Regions from separate parts of the Mus musculus genome. Here regions 2 and 3 are each linked to region 1. Evidence: chromatin contacts called from public HiChIP or PLAC-seq and promoter capture Hi-C data. All regions are on one chromosome and are shown on one strand. The core of a region is the stretch at or near the end of the contact, and the rest is flanking DNA. Distances in the headings are between cores, read along the strand shown. Region 1 holds the start of Padi1 (peptidyl arginine deiminase, type I). Region 2 holds the start of Sdhb (succinate dehydrogenase complex, subunit B, iron sulfur (Ip)). Region 3 holds the start of Padi4 (peptidyl arginine deiminase, type IV).

Region 1 (4,468 bases), core at 988-3,487:
AAAAGTAGATGGCATTTTTCTTTGCTTGTTTCCTGGTTCCCTTGGTTCCTGAGGTAGGAACCTCCATCGGGCTGCTGGGTAGGCTTCCTGCTGGGAGTGCATCTCTGACGTCCCCTGCCTGTGGACAGGAGATTCTTGGTTGTGTGTCTCCTGCTTGGGAGGTGTGTCCTGTGGCTCCAGAGATGTGTTTCTCTGGACCCTGGCCCTCATCACAAAGAAGACATGCTATTCACCCTCTCCTATCAGCAGTCCTGTGGTATCTTCCTGTTTACAACAGAATGGTCCAGCCGAGACCCACACTGAGTCTCTTGTCCATCCAACCAAGACACCATCCCTTTGATCACTCGGGCCCTGAACACTGTGGCCATCCTTGCAATCTTCTTCCTATTAAACTTCCAATTCACCAGCTGACACCATCAGCTGCACTGTCTTCAAGACCTGCTCTCCATCCCATTCCTCACTCCAATGACACCCCAGGATCAGGGCACCATCACCTCTGCCCAGAGGGTGGAGAGCCTGCAGCCTCTAACATCATCTCTCTTGCCTCTGGGTGGTGTCTATTCCTAGCCCATCAAGTCCTCAGAGCAAGGGACCTGGACTTCTCTGCTTCTGCTAGGGAAGAGTGCCCAGGAGCCCAGCAACACCTGTGTGAGCACAGGGCATCTGGGACCTTGTCACTCCACGTCTCAGAACTTGCCTCCTGAGCTCAGATAAGAGTTTCCCTATATACTCTTCTCCCTTTCTTTCTTTCCTTCTTTCCTTCCTTCCTTGTTGAAAGACCAGACTTAAACTCATTACACGGCTCAGGATGACCTTGAACTCCTGACCTCTCCTGTCGAAGATGCAGGCATTCACTGCCGTGACACTCAGTTTTATGCGATAGGAAAGATGGAAAGAAGATAGGAAGGAAGGAAGGAAGGAAGGAAGGAAGGAAGGAAGGAAGGAAGGAAAGAAGGAAGGACATTTATTATACCATTTCAAAAGTGTCCATACCCGTGCTTGTGTCTGTCTGTCTCTCTCATACACACAGATACCCAAACATGATCTACATCAAAATTAGTAGGCACATGCTCTATGTAACTTTTACCCTCCTCATGTTTCCCCTTGGGTCATTTTCAACTTTAAAGAAATAAGTTTCCTAGCACAGGAAGATGATATTAGGGGCAGCGCACCAACAGGTTTGTGTAGACCGTAGTCACGTGACGTCAGCCACGCGTGGAACTCGCTTTGCTGTTTGCCTGTGGGAAGGCTGGGTAAGACACCCGAGACGCCCCCATTCTCCAGGATCACATAAGGACGATTCCGTCCCTCCTCACAGGGCCACTGTGGGAGTGAAAGACGGGTAAGTGATCTGGGTAAGCTGGCGCAGGCTTAGTCCCAGCACTTGGGAGGCAGAGGCAGAAAGAGGAAGAGGAAGTGGATCTCTGTGAGTTCGAGGCCAGCTAGGTCTACAGAGTGAGTTCCAGGAACAACAACAACAACTAAATAAATAAATAAAAATAAAAAATAAAATAAAAAGAAAGAAAGAAAGAAGAAAGACATGTAAGTGAAGGAAGGAGGTAGAGTGGGGCATCTCGACCTAACACTTCGAGCCCATGGTCAAGGTGATCGCTCATTGACTTTGTGCCCTCTGATTTCTGGGAACCTCTGAGTTCTGGGTACCAGCATATCACCTCCTGGTGGATTTGTGCGCAGGCAGCTCTACCACTCTCTAGCAATGTAACTAGAGGCCTGACTAGCTGCCAGCACCTCTTTTAGACAAGGCTAACTCTCCCACTACCCTGAACTTTCACCCCGTGAGGTCCTCCTGTCTCAGTAGCTGTCACACACACGGGGTCACTGAGTCCAGGGGAGCTCTCGAGCCTCTGAGTGTCAGGCCTTGGATTCGAACCTCACACAATGCCCTGAGGACTGGACTGCCTCAGTCGGGAGATAGGATCTACACATTTCTTAGTGTGAGCCCTCAGAGAGGCAGTCGCAGGGTGGGCTCAGGCACCAAGAGGCTGGGTGGCAAGGCTGGGACCCTCTGAGCCTCCTTGTTGGCAGCCAAACCTGGCTGATTTCAGGTCCCCTTCCCACCCCACAGAGAGTTTCAAACACCTCCCTCCCAGCCTCCTAGATTGACAGCCCATGACTTAGGTGACTGGGCATGGAGCCAGGAGGTGGGGACCAGGCTCAGGCAGGCTCCCCAGGTTGCAGGGTGAAATTAAAAGGGAGGAGAGAGCTCCAGCCCATCAGAAGGCACGCTCCTACCCGGCAGCCGGGTGTCCCCAAGGAGATCTGGGGAGCCGGGGAGCATCTGGGGCTTGTGGCTGCTGGGCACCCAAGCTGACCCGACCAGGAGACTGGAAGCTCGACACAGGATGGCCTCCCCGAGAGCTGTGCAGCTGTCTCTGAGAAAGCCGACTCACGCTGTGTGCGTGGTAGGTGTGGAGACACTGGTGAACGTCTATAGGTAAGACCCGGGATGCTTTCCTGTTCTCAGGGCAGGGGATCCGCAGGCAAAAGAGGGTGCAGGGGAGGGGAGCTGGCAGGGTGATGTCAGACACCAGAGATGGTGGAGCTGCCTTCAGAGCTTATGGGGGAAGGAAATTGGGTCTGCCCAGTGCACTGGGGTCAGGACATTGGGTCCAGTCCCTGGATGAATGAAGGTGGGCTCAGGAGATGACCCTGAGTCCTGGGACCAAGCTCTGTCTGGGTTCTACATGACAGTCTTCAAATGGAGCAGCAGAAGGAAGTGGGGCTGGAGCCAGGGAAGAGGGTTGGGCCCCCCTTCCTCCCTCCACGTCTTGCCAGTTTTCCACCTCTCTGCGGTTAGGGGTGTGCATGTGACATCTTGACCCTTGGAGGCCAGCCAGGGACAACCAGAGTGACTGGGATTAAGAGGGAGTGGTCAAGGCATAACTCAATGACTTAATTTAAGAAGCGATCCTGGAGCAAAGCCTGGGACTTGGGCTGGCAAGAGACGATGATGGTGATGATGATGGTGATGATGGTGGTGTGGTGGTGGTGATGATGGTGGTTGTGATGGCGGCAATAGCGACATCTGAATAAGATAGCCATGACTTCAGTTTTCCCCATCGACCCAAATCTTCCCTGTCCTGGCTCTGCTTAGATAGGGATGCAGGGACCTGGTCGGCAGCCTCAGCTCTTTACCTGATCACTATGGAAGTTGGTGATCTCTGAGGCCTGTGGAGCTCTAGGTGAGGTGCCTTCCACAGGAAGCTGAGGGCCGGGAGTTGCCAGGCACCATCTGAACTCAGCTCACCCTTGGGGCTCAGTCCTACATTAGCCCAGGCAAATGGGGGAGCGCTGTACCCATTGCCTGTCTGAACTTCACTGATGCTTTTTGTCTTAACTGTAATGCTGTAGGGTCCCGGGGACAGGGATGGGAAGGGACAGACAGACACTCTGGAGGCCAGACTTTGACTACCCTCCACTGGGAACCAGAGTGGCTAATGGAATTATATCCACTCTTGCCCGTTTAGCATACGAATCTAGATTTAATGAATAGGGTACATTGAGTGAAGAGAGGTGGGGGAAGAAGGAGGAAGAGGAGGAGGAAGAAGAGGGAAAGGAAAGAGATAGAGACAGACAGAAACAGAGAGAGACAGACAGACAGAGAGAGACAGACAGAGAGAGAATTTTTGGTGCTCCCTGGGCCTTCACACATGCTAGACAAATGTTCTACCTCGGGACCAGCCCCCAGAATTTTTTTTTGGCTATGGCGTGGAGCATCCGTACCCTGCATCCTGCAGCTGAGCTGAAGCTCGGCTGAGACCCCCCCCCCCTGTGCTGCATCTGGCAGTCTGCTTTGACACTGATGTCAGGGGAGGAGAGCCCATGCGTGGGTCCCGCCTGCCTGAATCCAGGGCCCTGCTCTCGCCTAGGGATAAGGCTGTTTCTAGAAAGGTTCTTCCAAACCTCAGCCCTGGGTTACTCTACTACGGCACTTGGCAGAGTGCCAGGTCTACCTTCTGTCATCCGGTCCCCATCCCCATCTGGTCCCATCCCTCCCACCCCCATCCCTCCCCTGACCCCCATCCCACCCCACCCCATCCCACCCCCACCACAGCTAACTTCTAGAGTCCCTGGCTTTTCATTGCCCAGGGCTCTGAGTCCTGATTGGATGATCTGGGCCCCTCTGAAGTTCAGTGTGGCGGTTACATATGCAGCCCGGTGCGGTGCGCATCCTGGCTCTGTTGGTCCCTGGCTGTGTGGTCTCACCCCGGCGAGACACTGCCCTTCTGGGAGCCTGCTTCTGCTTCTCCGAGTGAACTCAACAGTGCCACCATCATGGGTTGGGGGGGACGAATGAGACCTGCCTGTGCTTGTCTGTGGTAGGTTGTGCCAGCTGTGGCCACTCCCACATCTGTTCTTTCCATTACTCCTTGGAGGAGGGAAAGGACAAGGTCAGCACAGGGTATATGGAGGGACACCAAGCCCTTAGCATTGTCCTTCAGTGTGA
Region 2 (4,468 bases), core at 917-3,416, 120 kb before region 1:
AGGACTGAGAACCAGAACTGAGGATGGCGCTGTTTGAGCACAAATATGCATTCCCACAGACAGGAGGCCTCTGGAAAGTAGGCAAAGGCCTCTCCTGAAATCCTACCAGAGTCCGACCTTTGAAGCCAGCCTCTTCTACACTCAGAAAGCCCAGCCTGAGCCTGAGAAGTCACCCCTTACAGCAGGGCTCTTACAACTCAACTGCTGCCTCAGCAACGAGGAAAGAGGCTGAAGAACAAGGTCACCAAGAACCATTAACTGGACAACCTATCATGTGGCTCCTCCCCCAAACCGACACACCCCCTTTGTTAGCCACTGATTGCTGCAGCTCTTCAACTAGGGGTGGGGCCTTGTGAAATTTCTCCCATTCCCCTTGGCACGGACTGGTGTTGTGATTATTCATCCCATGTTCTCAGCCCTAAACTCGTCATGCATAAGGAACACTAAATGCACTTAAGAGATTGTGTATGTATATATTTAGCAATGATAATTAAAGAAGTCATGAGTGTGAAAGGGAGGGGAGGCATGGGAGGAGAGAGGGGGTGGAAATTATTTAAATACAGTACTCATGCATAACATTCTCAACAACAAAAACAGAATCATTAACTGAATATCTGGGACACCAGCCTGAGGCTCTGGTAAGGCACTGTCTGTTTTTGTTGAGACAGGGTCCCAAGTAGCCCAGGTTGGCCTTGGATTCCGTGTGGGGCTGAGGATGTCCTTAAACTCCTGATCTTGCTGCATCAGCCTTTGGAGTGCTGGTGTGATAGGTGTGCATGCAAAGGGATGCACAAGTCGGGTGGTGGTGGTGGCTCACACCTTTAATCCCAGCACCCAGAAGGCTGAAGCCGGAGAATCTCTGAGTTCCAGGCCAGCCAGGGTTGCATAAAGACACTGTCCGAAAAGTCAAAACCTAACCAAAACAACACTAAAATTATCACAGGGTGGAGATTCATCTTAGCACTTTGGAAGGAGCAGAGTTCAGTTCCCTGCACGCATATGGCGGCTGATAACCACCTGTGACTCCAGTTCAGGAAATACAGCTCTCTTTTCTCCACGGGCACATGGTGCATATACATGAAAGCACACACTCATACACACACACACAAATCTAAAAAAAAAAAAAAAAAAAACCAACAAAACCCCCCAAAACAAAATGGGAGTTCCTGTTGTCCGCCTGTGAAGGACTATCCAGAAGCCCAGAGGAGGACTGAATGGTATCTGTAAAGTAAGGAGAGGCAGTTTTTCTCGCCTTTCTAAATGCTTCTACTGTGCAGCTCCCGAGGATACAGGGCGTGTGGGGAGACCTATGACAGAGCTACTACAGAATTATTAACAAAAGCAGCTCCAGGCTCTGCCTGTCATCCCATGCCAGCGGTATGAGATCAGTGCCGCTACACACCCCTGAATAAGCACGCTTCAGGGAACCGGGTCTTGCCTGCAGACTTCCACAGTACGGATCTTTCAAGGGGTCGGGGTCGCTTTCTTTCATGTCTCCCTTCCTCTGCGGGTCAAGTGCATTGCCTTGCAGAGTCCACCGCCCTCCGACCTGACCGATCCAGACCAGCCTAACCTGGAGGTGCGACCTGGCCTCCCGGGTCCCACCCCAGACACCCCGCAGGCCTCCCTTTCACACAAGCCTGGCGGAGTACAACTAGCAGGATTTGATTCTGGGTCCCGACCACAGGTCGCTCATCCTATGACCTTGACCTCTCCCTGTCCTCCTCCCAGACCTCTGTCTTTCTGTTCTCTCTTCCAACCTCCTCCCGGCCGCGCCTCTCTCTCCGGTGATGGAGAAGCGCGGAATGGCTGTCTGAAAGGATGCTCAAGAGCAGGATGCCGGGTTAAGTCCTCCCCCGAGGCCTGGACCCGGGCTCCTTCCGCCTCTCCGCGGCCTCTCTACCCAGGCAGCCTCGGTGACGGGCACGGCTCCCCACTGAACCACGGCTCCCGGGCTCACCTGCAGGCCGACTCTGCCGAGAACGGCAGCCGGGAAGCCGCGCTTCAAGGAGACCCCGACCGTCGCCGCCATTTTGGCTCCTGACGTCAGCCCCACCCCTTCCCCTCCGGCATCCCGTCGAACACCGCGGTGGGAAGCCGGCCTCTCACCCTGAGGACCGCTAGCCGCCTAAGCGCCAACGAGTGGAAGGCCGCTTCCGGTTTCTCCGAGCCAATGTACAGGAAGTGCGTGTGTGCAGCAGCGGCCCGTAGGGCGCATGCCCACTGGGCTTCCTATGTTCCTAAGGTGACCTCTGGAGTCTGAGGGGCGGGAGAGGGAAGGGTAGCGTGGAGGGGCGGGGCAGAGGCCAGGAGGGCGGGGCTTTCCTATTCTGCTGGTGGCTGTGATTTTTAACCCTTCTCTACTTGCAGTGGTGTCTGTCAATCACCTGTGACTCTTGTCTGGTCAGCTTTGTGCTAAATCTAGAGAACCTGTCAGTCCCTACCTGATTGGGACACTTGTTAAGTGACTGAAGTGATCAAAAGATGAACGTCACGTCGGTACAGAAGTTGCATGCCCGGCATATGGAGACAGTAGGAGAACCAAGCTCACCCTCCGCTACTTAATGAGGTCGAGTCCATCTGGGATACTTGAGACCCTGCCTCAAAACACACAAAACCAAAACCAAAGCAGCCAGAAAGGGTACCTAGTATGTGGCTGGTGCCAGCCTCTGGAATGCTGTGGTAAGTGAGCGAGCTGCTCACCTAATTCCTCTCTAACCCCAAGGAAGATGACAATAGGAAAGATGGGTGATGTAGCTTATAGGCTGTCCACCAAGGACCCACAGGCTGTCCACTGTCCCCAACTTCAGATCTTCCTACAGGTAAAGAACTGCAGAGAGCTGGGATTACAGCTGTGTGCCACCATGCCTGTGTGTGCTGAACAAGCCTTCTACTAACCGACCTGTGTCCTCAGATTTCGTCAGTTTCCTTAGTCACCTGAGCTGCTTTTTTTTTCTGGCACTTCTAGACAGGGTTTCTCTGTGTAGCCCTGACTGTCCTGGAACTCACTTTGTAGACCAGACTGGACTTGAACTCAGAAATCCGCCTGCCTTTGCCTTCCAAGTGCTGGGATTAAAGGCATGCGCCACCACTGTCCAGCCTTTCTGACACCTTTTATGGGTTCTCTCAGAGCCCCCCACCCTCTGACTGGGGATTTGACCACCTTGGGCAGGCGTGATCTTGGTATCCCAAGTCACTTGGTCTCTTGGGGCACCCAGTGACTTTGCTGGTCCTTGTTACCAGAGGAAGGATTTGATTTCTTTCCGCTCACCTTTGGCAGAGGAGGGCACTGTTTATAGTCTTGGGTTTCCTCACGCTGGCTCTTTTAGAAGACACTGGAGAAATTACCATGACAGGAGGAATGGCTAGATGGGGCCAAGTTTCTGGGAACTCACCCTGAATCTGGCTTCTCTGCCAGGTAGCCTCATTAAAGGGGGTGTGGAGAGGCCTGAACCCCTGGGGGTTACCTTGATCGCCCCCTCAAGGCCATGTGACCATTGACAAGTCCTTCGCCACTTTTTGACTTATAGCGTCCTTGCCTGAATCACTAGGGGTTGTGGCAGCTGAGTTAAGATTCTATGACTGGTGTGGTTGTCTTGCGCAACAGATGGTAAGGTGGCCTTGGCTTCTCAGGGGCCCTGGCTCAGCACTGGGTAGGTTCTTCTAGACTACCCAAGGGACCACCATCAGGGCCACCCAAATCGGCCAAGGTTGTAGGAAGGCTGTCATTTTCTTTGTAACTCCTCCAGGGTGTCAACAGGCAGTATTTCTAGAGAACTGGCCCCCTTAGCCATTTTTAGCCACCATGTCAAAGACAGACACCACTGCTACATGAATGGCCACCCAGGTCACCTTGGAAAAAGCATTGAGCAGCCAGCAAAACTGAGACCTTGATTTATTGGAGGGGCCCTTGGTGCCAGTGTGCCCACACACCCTGCAGTCACATCATTCCTGGGCGTCATGGGGATTTGGGGAGCTTAATGTTATGGAAGGATAATAAATTCCTGGGTGGCTCCACCTCCGCCCTGAGCTTTGGGGTGCCAGAAAGGCACAGATGCCATAGGGCTTAAAGGTCTTCATGGCCCCTTCCTGACTTGGGTTGCCAAGCTGTCCTTGCCGTAAGACCGCAGGGTTTGGGGCTGGTTGGCTGGCATCCGCGGAGAGAGTGATATATTGCTTTCATCAGACATGCTGCTGGAAGCCCTGTGTTTATGCAGAATCTCACCTCATCGCCCACAAATGTGTTTACATCAACAGTCTCCTCTGGTCCTCCCAACAACCCTGATGAGTTTGAATAACTGTCCCCATTCCAGTCGTGCTGGGAAATCTGGGCAACCTAGGGTGGCAATTCTGCTTGAGAGACTCTTTCTGCCCCCCCCCGCCCCCCCAGGGCTAGACGTTCAGTCCAGGAGCAAAGACAAATACCAGGTTGGTCTCAGTAGCTCAGGGTTACATGGGAAGCACTGAG
Region 3 (4,468 bases), core at 1,078-3,577, 72 kb after region 1:
ATAGCTTGACTGCAGCCATCATTTAACAATGACTACCTTGGGTCAGCAAGATGGCTCAGTGGGTAAAGGAGCTTGCCGCCAAAACTCATGACCTGAGTTTGATCCCCAGAACCTATGTAGAGGTGGCAGGGGAGATCAGATGGACAGACCTGTCCTCTGCCCTTCATGCATGCCTGCGTCACACAATAACAATAACAACAATAATAATAAATAATGATACTACTTCTAATAATAATGATGATGATAATAATAAGTTGTTATTATTATTATTTAACAAGAAAAACATCCCACGGCACACTGTGCATCTTAAAAACATACAGTTCTCAACTGCGTGGGTAAGTCTGGGGTGACGGCTCAGTCAGTGAAGTGCTTGCCTTGCAAGCCGGAGGATCTGCATTTGGCTCCCCGACACCCACTTAAAAAGGCAGGTGCAGTGGCGGGACCTGTGAGTCAGAGACAAGCGATTTGTAGAGTCAGCAAGTCCAGCCAATCAGGGTTCAGTAAGAGACCCTGTCTCAAAACATCAAATAACTCTCAACGGAGGAAGATGTTCAACACTGTGCCATGGCTTCTCTGTGCTCTCACGAGGGCTCATGCACACTCACACAGATGTGCACATGTGTGTCACACATATGTAAGGCCCTGCGGGGTGGAGGCCCACACTTGAATCCCAGCGCTGAGGAAGCAGAAACACATTCTTCTGGGACTCACTGGAAGCCAGCAGAGTGGACTTCGTGGGTTGCGGCCAATGAGAGATCCTGTCTCAAAACTCAGGGGCCGGGCGGTGGTGGCGCACACCTTTAATCCCAGCACTTGGGAGGCAGAGGCAGGCGGATTTCTGAGTTCAAGGCCAGCCTGGTCTACAGAGTGAGTTCTAGGACAGCCAGGGCTATACAGAGAAACCCTGTCTTGAAAAAAACAAAAAATAAAAATAAAAAAAAATCAGGCTGGGGACCAGGGAGATGATATTTGCCAGAAAGCTTGGTGACCTGGGGTTCAATGCCCAGGACTCACATGGTGGAGGGACAGGAGGGACAAAACAGACTCCTACCATGTCTTTATACTATGGCTGGTGGCCTGGCTCCTGTACCAAACCCCCTGAGGACAGAAAGGGACCCTGGTCCTAACTCCTATTTAGGGATCACGGGACCCAGGAGCCTTTTTTTGGCCTCTCAGACCCCCAGTAGCCTCCTGTCCAGCACACACATGTGCTGAGCTCTGGGGACGCTGGCCAGGAGGCCATGGGCTCAGGTCTACCGAATCCTGCGGCCTTTGATGTGGAGCCAAAGGAGACCCTACAGCCCCCCAAACACCCTGTGCTCTCGGCAGCCTCCGAGACAGACACACCCTCTCTGGGTGCTCCCTGTTAGGACTTGTCATCCCCACCCCCAGTTCACCCCATGAGCAGACAGCCCTGGCACCAGGTGCAGAGCCCTCATGAGTGCCCTCAGGGCGGGCGCGGCCCACACCCGCACCATCTGGTCTTCTGGGGGAGGTCCTGTAGAGGCAGATACCCAGGGTATGCAGCAAACCTCACCTCTAGGTTGGGTAACATGGTTTCCCCTCCCAGCCGTGCCCATGGCCCCCACTACTTTTTCCTCTCTGTGCTTCAGCTTTCCCTTCTATAAAATGGGCTGGCAGTCAACTGCCCTCGGATGCTTGGTGTTACAGTGAGAAGCCTTTGTCTTAAGGTTTGAAAAGACCACGTCACCAGGACAGACTGCTAATAAAGGCCCTACCCTGTGGCCAGCTTCTGTTCAAATCCTTACTGGCTGCAGAGCCTCCTCTACCCTGGGCCTCAGTTTCTTCATCTGGAAAGTGGGTGTGATGATGTGAGCTGACCTCAGAGATGCTTCAAGGATGAAGTGGGGGAAGGGACTGCAACAGCTTGAGTTTCACAGACTGTCCTGGGAGCATTTCAGCGGAGAGCAAGTCCCGAAGAGAAGAGTGGGGGGTAGGGCGGCGACCTCAGCCACGCCCAGAATAGCCTTCTGTTTAGCCTTCTCCTGCCTTTCTCCCCTTCTTTCCAATGTCTTGTTAAGTGTGCTTGGGCAAGATGTGCAGTCCTGGCCCAGGCAGGGGTGGCTAAGGGCATAGCCTGTGCTCTCCCCTCACAGGCTTCCGAGTGCCCCACTCTTCTGCTGTTGCAGGCTTCACTGTGGACACCCATGGGTGGGTGGGGGGGTCCTGGGTGGCCCAGGGTAGAGGAGGCTGTGCAGCCACTGGGGCACCTGAGTGGAGAGGGGCTGGGCCTCCGGGGCAGGGCAGGTGCTGACTCATGGGCTCGCCTGGCACTATAAAGGAACCAGCCCAGGGGCTTCCTGCTGCCTGCTGACCGAGCGAGCAAGGATGGCCCAAGGCGCGGTGATCCACGTGGCCCCCGAGCAGCCCACTCACGCCGTGTGTGTGGTGGGCACAGCGACCCCGCTGGATGTCCGCGGGTGAGAGGGGCAGAGATCCTGGGCCTGTGGGGGCAGTTTGGGGCAGGCAGGAGCTGGGCGCTGCTGGCCCAGCTCAGGTTCTGGGCAAGAGATCTGCTAGAGAGATAAGCCAGAGGTGTGGGGCCTATCGTGCCAATTAGTTCTCTGTGAGGTATAAATACAACTGCCTGGCACTCAATGCAAGGAATTACAGGGCTGCCTAACAAGGGAGAAACAGTCCCTGCTGTAGGCTGACGGTGGGGAGGGCTTGGGCAGCTGGGCCTGATTTACCTTACCTCATGAAATGACTTTAAGGATTAAGTGTGGCAACTCCAAATGTGTTTGTTAAGCACTCTATGGTGCTGTTTGTTAAGTACTCCATGGTGCTGTTTGTTAAGTACTCTGAGGTGCTGTTTGTTAGGTACTCCACAGTGCTGTTTGTTAGGTATTCCGTGGTGTTGTTTGTTAAATACTCTGAGGTACTGTTTGTTAGGTACTCTGTACAGTACTGGGCAGATCAGATCCCCAACAGTTCATTTGTTGTTCATTTTTTCCATTCCCTTGTACATTCAACAAATATAACCTGAGTACTTACTGAGCACTGTGACCTCTGCCAGGTTCCGGGTCACCTAGGACAATGGAGGAAGCCTCGTGGGTGGAGTCTGATGCAGCCTTTCATGTGGGAATTGCAGCAGCTTCCCCCACAGAGCTGGGCATCGTGACCCAAGTGATGTCCATAAAGGCCTCTGGGAGGTGCCCAGGGTCAGTGGGTCAGTGACTGTCTGACCCCAGCAGCAGGAAAGCACTGGCGGTCTGGGTGGCTCACAGGCCACTGGTGAGAGGCTGAGGACACAAGGAAGGGAAAGCCTGGTATCATCAGAGGCGCCCACTCCCAGAGGACAAGCTGCTTGAAAGTGGGTGCCGAGTAGAGGCCAGAGGCCAGAGCTAGCCCAGCATCCTCGCCAGGATCCCAGGCTAGCTCTCGCCTTAAGTCTAGGTCACAAGTGCTCTTATTGTCTGTAGATGCAGGGGTGTGTGGGAGCCTGCGGAGGCCAGGACAAACTCAGGTGTCATTCCTCAGGCTCTGTGTACCGAGGTCGGCAGCCAGCCTGTGGGAGTCAGCTCTCCTCTCACCATGTGAGCTCCAGGACTCAGGTCGGCAGGCTTGGCAGCAGGCGCCTTTGTCCACCGAGCCATCTTGCTGATCCTGATGGAGGTTTTCAAATGGGGAGATCTGAGCATTTGATCAGACAGGGGTGTTGATGAAAATGTGGGTGTTTGTCCCCCGGGAAGAGCCAAGACTGGGGCATGTCCCGTCCGTGAGAAGGGAATACAAGAATGGGAGGGCTGTACTGCGGGGGGTAGAGGGGGACAGCAGCTTGTGCCGCTTGCATGAGGTCTTGGAAGAACTTCTGCCCTTCTCAGGGCATGGGCTCAACCTGCCTTTGCCTCCCAGCTCTGGGAGCAAGCCTGCACCCCCGCGCTTAGCACACGGTTCTGGGGCGCAAACTCGAGTCCTGGGCCTTTCATAGAGCCACACCAGGATCTGACATAAATAAGTAAATAGACAGACCGACAATAAATCATTTTAACTGCCCCTCCCAGGCAGTGCTATATGAGCAAGCCCCTAAACAGGGCTACCAAGCTCTGTGGCCCTGTCAGGGACTCAGGCCTAACCCCACAAGCATGGGGACCAGGGGACAAAGAAGAGGCCACCTGTGGTTTGAGAGGCCCCAGGTGACACTAGAAGGTGTTGTGTTCACAATGGGAACCCCAGCCTATGCTGGGGGTAAATGAGTGCCGTGAATTAGGTAGATAATTTCTCCGTGGCTACGCATGTACACACGCACATGGGGGCGGGGCACCTGCATGTGCAGGGAGGGCCAGACCTTGTGCATAGTGGTTTTCTGGTTTGTTGAGTGAGTGAAAGGAAGTTGGCCCTCAGTCACTCTGGGATCTTTTTACAGGAATGGCAGGGATAGGGGTAGGGGGAATATACTCGAAATCAAAACCCTTTTCTGGTCATTCTGTGTTGTCTCCCCAGGGCA

The links. HiChIP or PLAC-seq counts read pairs in DNA pulled down with a chosen protein or histone mark. Capture Hi-C pulls out chosen DNA fragments and counts their contacts.
Region 2: a contact with region 1 is called in an H3K4me3 HiChIP or PLAC-seq map of bone marrow-derived macrophages, with 2.9 times the contacts expected there. The contact joins the promoter of Sdhb here to the promoter of Padi1 in region 1. A contact is called at or near these places in 3 of 39 promoter capture datasets (the HPC-7 cell line, neural stem cells and pre-B cells), 1 of 15 datasets of contacts at CTCF or cohesin (large pre-B cells), 7 of 484 Hi-C or Micro-C datasets (the G1E-ER4 cell line, the HPC-5 cell line, embryonic stem cells and 4 more), 13 of 115 datasets of contacts at active chromatin or transcription factors (CD8 T cells, T-cell acute lymphoblastic leukemia, bone marrow-derived macrophages and 6 more) and 4 of 9 other capture datasets (adipose tissue, embryonic stem cells, liver and 1 more).
Region 3: a contact with region 1 is called in a promoter capture Hi-C map of liver. The contact joins the promoter of Padi4 here to the promoter of Padi1 in region 1. A contact is called at or near these places in 1 of 39 promoter capture datasets (pre-B cells), 4 of 484 Hi-C or Micro-C datasets (the C2C12 cell line, CD4 T cells, female germline stem cell-derived STRA8 germ cells and 1 more), 3 of 115 datasets of contacts at active chromatin or transcription factors (embryonic hindbrain, embryonic stem cells and pancreatic cancer cells) and 3 of 9 other capture datasets (adipose tissue, liver and pancreatic islet).

What each region holds. Positions count from the first base shown.
Region 1 is chr4:140,843,547-140,848,014 of GRCm38.p6, reverse strand. Padi1 (peptidyl arginine deiminase, type I) reads left to right here and starts at 2,237. Exons shown (of 16, transcript NM_011059.2): 1 at 2,237-2,455. The coding sequence starts at 2,364.
Region 2 is chr4:140,958,969-140,963,436 of GRCm38.p6, reverse strand. Sdhb (succinate dehydrogenase complex, subunit B, iron sulfur (Ip)) reads right to left here and starts at 2,166. Exons shown (of 8, transcript NM_023374.4): 1 at 1,961-2,166. The coding sequence starts at 2,032.
Region 3 is chr4:140,772,062-140,776,529 of GRCm38.p6, reverse strand. It overlaps Padi4 (peptidyl arginine deiminase, type IV), which reads left to right and starts at 2,327. Exons shown (of 16, transcript NM_011061.2): 1 at 2,327-2,441. The coding sequence starts at 2,350.